Regions from separate parts of the Mus musculus genome. Here region 2 is linked to region 1. The links are chromatin contacts, called in public HiChIP or PLAC-seq maps. All regions are on one chromosome and are shown on one strand. Each heading gives the region's core, a stretch centred on a gene start, on an enhancer-like site or on the middle of the called end of the contact. The rest is flanking DNA. Distances are from core to core; before and after follow the strand shown. Region 1 overlaps Dusp10 (dual specificity phosphatase 10). Region 2 has its middle 46 kb from the start of Gm34229.

Region 1 (2,813 bases), core at 308-2,807:
ACAGACCCACCATCGGTCTGTTGCCTGGTTGCTGGGTTTTGACCTCTCCTTTCCTGTTCTGTCTGGCCTGAGATACTGCGAGGGGTTGGAGGGGGTAGGTAGTTAAGTGACCTCAGGAGCCTGTTATAGGGAGTAGCATGCTCTTAGGCAGGATCAGGTACCCAGTTTCACCTATTGGAAATTCGGAAACTCAAAAGCCTAAGGTATCGCCTCACCCCAAACATCTCAGGTCCCTCTCCTCCCTTCTCTCCCCTTCACTCTCCCTCCCCCACTCCAAGTCTTCTTTTTTCCATTCTCTGTCTTTTTGACAGGGTTTCATGTGGCCCAGGCTGGCCTTGAATTCAGTTACTGAGGATGTCCTTGTGTTTCGACGACGTCCTGTCTACCGAGGCCCCAGTCATGCACCACCACACCACACCCTCCTGGGCTGTTTGGTGAATCTGTGATTCTGCCTTGCCTTATAACATACTCGTCCTTCCTATTATAAATAGACTTTTTCTCTTAGAGGAAGTGGACGTTGGTCACTCGGAGACAAGATTCCAGGGCGGATTGATGACTTGGAATTTTGATCTTGTCATTTCAACACTTGGACAAGGGAACTTTGCTGTGCCTCAGTTCCCCCAGCTGTGAGAATGGAGATAATGACGATGTTCACGTGGGGTGGGGGCAAGGGATGGGGCCAAGGGAAGATAAATTAAATAGTTGCTTATTTAAGTACTATAAATGATGTCTGGCCTGTAAAGAGTGATATTGATTAAAAACTCAACATAATTATAATACAAAATAATTATAGTAATAAGCCATCTACTTCTTCTTCTTTTTTTTTTTTTTAATGAGGATTGTTAAGTAGCATTGTTCCATACAGTGATCTGACATCAGTACTAAAGCAATAGGAAAATCTTCGCTGCTTCCAGGATCTTCTTGTTTCAATGTTTAGAAAAGAGTCAGTATTTCAGTGAGGTGGACAGATGACTACCCAGGTCCTTTATTTTTTCTGGATTGGTGCTATGTTGGAAAAAAAAATACATGCAATTCCTCTCAAAGAAAACTGCAGAAAATTGAGTGCTAGTAAAAGCTGTTAATATACACTTACTGTTAGAACATGAAGAACATTTCACAATGGAAAAAAAAAAAAGATGTACGAGCCCTGCCCTGCCCACCCTGGTTTCACTTTTACATAACCTCTCCATCCCTTACCCATATATGTGCATGCTTTGCAGAGTCTCATATAGAAACTTGAGCTGATTTTCACTTTGTGCTGCAGGGTCGGTCCCTTGCTTCCTGCATGGTTATTACAGATTTTCTTCTTCAATGCTGTCATTTGTCTAGTGGCCACATTCTGCTCAACCGACGACCTCCTAATGGACATTACACTTGCACCCAGGATCTTAAACCCGAGCAAGGTGTGGGGGGGTCCCTGCTTCAGAAACCACTCAGTCTTCCTCTGACCCCCTTTAGAAGAATGAATGCTGGCTGTCAGCCCGTTGGGAGTTATCTTTTCTGTTGTCCTAATTCACTTTCACTTTTTAGATCCTGCTGCCAATCAAAGTCCTCAGAGTTAAGGGAAGTCCCTGTCCTTGACCCACTGCGCCTTGGCTCTGACCTGTGTGTGTGCGTGCTATATATGTCATTCGATACATGGGCTGTGATCCTGGGTTTGTTCTTTGGTTGGGGCACGATGAGGCAGTTTGGAAACTCCAAGCAGCCAGATATTCTATGGAACTAGAAGATTAGCCAGGGCTACAAACAATCCACTCTCTGAATCACTCACAGTATTACATTGTTGATAAAAATATATTATTACCTTTGGGGCGTGTGTGTGTGTGATGTGTATGTGATATATATATAATATATAACAGCACCAGTGTGGAGGTCAGAATTCAACCTGTGAGACCCTGTTCTCACTTTCCACCATGTGGCTCTCAGGATCTCACGTTGCTGAGCTTGGCAGCAAATAACCTTTGCCTTCTGTGATATCTCACTGGCCTTGATAAAACACACTAAAACATCAGTACCAACAGAAAAAAGCTAGACCCTGTAAGATGCTAAGTATATACATTTATTTCCCCCATGTCCCATTTTTAGGTCCACTAAGGTCCCCAAAATCTTTAAGCAAACTCAGAAACACAGGGCCATGATATAATCAGAATGGGAAGAACTCCCACCAGTCCTTTCCTGCAAAGGTAAAACACCCTTTAAATAGGAGTTAATTCTCTAGCAGATAACTAGCTTGTCTTCCTTGATAAAGTACATATTGGGTTGAAATTATTATAATTAATTTTGCATGTCATATAAAAGTCCACTATGCCTGCGCTTATTCCATGGATCTCTTTATTCTTAGCCAAGGGAGAGCTAGACGCCCAGTCCACTGTGGTGAGCTTTCGTGGAACTAGGGAGATGCCCAGATGATGATGCCTGGCAGGCTCCCCACAAGTAGGGGATGTGACTGTGAAGTACCACCATCAACGGGCATTGAGCTTTCAGATTGATGAGGGTGTGTGTGTGTGTGTGTGTGTGTGTGTGTGTGTGTGTGTGTGTGTATAAAGACCAAAAGCCAACATTGCATGTCTATCTGTACTCTCCTATAGTTTTATACATGTAAGTATGTGTGTCTGTCTGTGTGTGTGTGCACGTGCGAGCATGAATGTTTGCGCACTCTATCTGTGAAGGTCAGATGATAACTTTTTCAGTCCCTATCTTCAGGGTCCAGGAATCAAACTCAGGCACTCACACATGTGTAGCATGCCCTTCCCTGCTGAGCCGTCTCACTTGACTTCTGACTTACGCTTGAGGCTTGCTCTTTCACTGAACCC
Region 2 (2,812 bases), core at 71-2,570, 430 kb after region 1:
ATGTCAAAAACAATTGTCTCTAAACACAAAATGTACTAAAGACTAAAACTAAACCGCTGCATTGAAGTTATAGAAATGCCCTTTTTAAAATCAGAATGGCCTAGAAGTCAGCTTAAAAACTGAACCACGTTTTGATTCTGTCTTGCAAAGGGGTCACTGCACACAAGATTTGAGTTCTCCTTAGAGCCTTCCCATCTCTTCCTACAAGGCTGAAGAATTTATAGATGCACAACAGTCAAGAGCATTTCTCAGAGAATAAGCAATGTAGTTCATGCAGACGACATCTGGGAGGTCACGTCATCCTCTCTGCTCTCATATAAATCCTGCTGATTCGGTGAATTGTTTTCAAAATTCATGACCAAAGTGATGTGTTGTACCAGAAAAAGTTAAGGACTTCCAGCCAGAGTCCTAATGAGACCATTTTCAGTTTAACAGTGCCTGTGACTAATGAAAATGCTCCTCTTGAGATAGTGTGAGATTTCAATTTTATTAGTCCTGATAACAAAAGAAGCCCCTCATCTCTGCTTTAAGATACTTCAGTGGTTATTATTAGAGAACTCCATTCTGGCCCTTGGAAAATATAGTGCTTTTTGACACGACAAACTACATACCTCTTTAGTGTACCTCAGGTCTGGTTTCTAACTATGGCACACACATTCTCTCTCTCTCTCTCTCTCTCTCTCTCTCTCTCTCTCTTTCTCTCTCTCTCTCCCTCCCTCCCTCTCTCTCGTTCATGCATCAAAATAAAAGACCAGAAACTAGATTTTTTTTTGATTTACCTCCTACCACCAAACATTTTTAGAAGGCTATGCTTTTACAGCACACGTTAGGATCATAAATGCATTAATGCATAAAACATTCCATTATTCTTTCTATCTCCTCCTGAGAAGGAAATGGTGATAGAGAGAGATTAATGGACACACCAAAAAGCCATCCAGGAAATTAGTAGCAGGTCTGGGATTAAACTTCTGAGTTCCTGCCACCCACTGTTAAGTTGAAGCCAATATTCCCCCAACTTCTCCAGATTCCATTTAAAGTGTGGTGGATGTGGGGGAGGGGGACAACACCGTTAGTCCTGCTGGCTAGGTATGCCAACTATCAGCATGATCACGTTAAGGGGTCATGGGACTTACTTCCATTCCAAGTCATTTAGAAGCAATCTGCGGTGTCAAAGATGTTGCCCTAGGCAAGGAATCTAAAGATGGGGCTCTTAGATCAGGGGGCCCTCAGACCGTATTATTTCCAGGTTCACACAGAACTGTTGAGGAAGCTGTCGCAGTGAAGCTGTGAACAGTGTAAGATGAGGAAGTGTGTGCTCAGTGTTTCGCAAGGGCTTCTTTGTTTGCTCACTCTATTACGTGATCATCACAACTATGTCACGCTAGGTCCCTGGAGTGCCAGGACTAAGTCCCTGACACCCAAAGCGGGTGGAGGTGAGGTATTGCATGCAACAGTGAAGGCCAGCAAAGCTTCCTAGATAAACTTCTTCCCAGCAAGCTGATCTTGGGAAAGCTAGTTACTTTTCATGATTTCAGCTTTATTGTGTCTGGAACTCAGATAGCTTTAGGCTCTGCACTATACACAATTATAGTGAGGAAAGAGGAGATGTCCAACATACAGCTCTTTACAAAGTTGAAGGCTCTGAGTCCACAAAAGGCGCGACCATAGGTGTGGGTGAGCACCCAGAATAAAGGAGTTGGGTGCTTGTCCATCTGTTATAAATCCTATGCTTTTGTTGTTAGTTCCTTGGTTCCAGAGTAGCAATGTATCTGGAGCAGAAAAATATGAGGTTGAATCTCAACTCTCTGACTTGCATATGCCCTTTAAGAATGAGGTTGCCTTTCTGAGACTAATCCTTACTTGTAGATAGACAGGCCCACATTACTATATGCTCAGATTTGGACTGCCATTGAGGTACACTGTGAGCAGGTGTGTCTCTGGATATTCCATTGATGATTCTGTACTGGCAGAGAGCTATGGCCCACTGCCGCTCCCATATTTTGTAAATATTTTTTCTTCCTTACCTGCCTAAGGCATACTAGAATTATATCGGATTGGCTTTAATAAAGATCTGAAGGGCATCTCTGGGACGGAAGTGGAGGGCAGATCTTCAGGAAAGAGAGGGACACAGGGAGACTAGATGAGGGGTGAGGGATGGACTTGGAGGTGGAAGGACGAACTGGAGCGGAGAGGTAGACCTGGCCATATGGCGGGACACACGCCAGGATTAGGCGGATGGAGTAGTCAGGAGACTGACCAATGAAGGCCTGAGCTTTAAAATATTAATAAGCATCTGTGTCATTATTTATATCACTGACATGGCCAAGATAGTCTTGCTATAGACCACAGCAAACAGCTATGACTTAAAAACATGTCAACTGTAATTATTATCAGCATGAGTTATATAAAAATATAGTCCTTCTATACATTCCAGTGTGTCGGCATGGCCGGTGCCTGGGTCATCCCACCCAGGGTTCTGGGTTTGCTTAGAGACTAGAGTCTTGATGGTCTGCTTTCCTAGCCAGCACTGACCACAGGAATGAAAATTGCCTACAGAGGATGAAAAAGAACTGTCCTTGGGTACGTCCGAGGAAGCGAGAATGTGGAACACAGCAAGTGCTCCCTGTTATGGAGTTATGACAACATAGAAACTGTAGGACCTGAGACTCTGTCTTCCACTAATTCAAATAAATATTGAGCACCTTTTAAATACCTTGCCAGATACAGGGGAAGATTTTAAGAACTACCAGTGTACGTTTTTAAAGTATAAGACTTATCTCTCCTTTCCCTTAAAGTCCTAATATAATCACTT

Evidence for each region. HiChIP or PLAC-seq counts read pairs in DNA pulled down with a chosen protein or histone mark.
Region 2: a contact with region 1 is called in an H3K27ac HiChIP or PLAC-seq map of microglia, with 5 times the contacts expected there. The contact joins two enhancer-like sites. A contact is called at or near these places in 1 of 39 promoter capture datasets (embryonic stem cells), 2 of 115 datasets of contacts at active chromatin or transcription factors (embryonic stem cells and microglia) and 1 of 9 other capture datasets (embryonic tail).

Annotation. Positions count from the first base shown.
Region 1 is chr1:184,047,679-184,050,491 of GRCm38.p6, forward strand. The region is part of intron 2 of Dusp10 (dual specificity phosphatase 10); the gene reads left to right. Among named protein-coding and RNA genes, the nearest start is that of Dusp10, 15 kb to the left of the region's middle. Within about 2 kb of position 1,558, at least 97 of the 459 cell types and tissues checked have an H3K27ac peak or open chromatin away from gene starts, as enhancers often do. A contact at or near this core is called in microglia, where this site is marked.
Region 2 is chr1:184,476,866-184,479,677 of GRCm38.p6, forward strand. No RefSeq gene overlaps it. Among named protein-coding and RNA genes, the nearest start is that of Gm34229, 46 kb to the left of the region's middle. Within about 2 kb of position 1,321, at least 57 of the 459 cell types and tissues checked have an H3K27ac peak or open chromatin away from gene starts, as enhancers often do. A contact at or near this core is called in microglia, where this site is marked.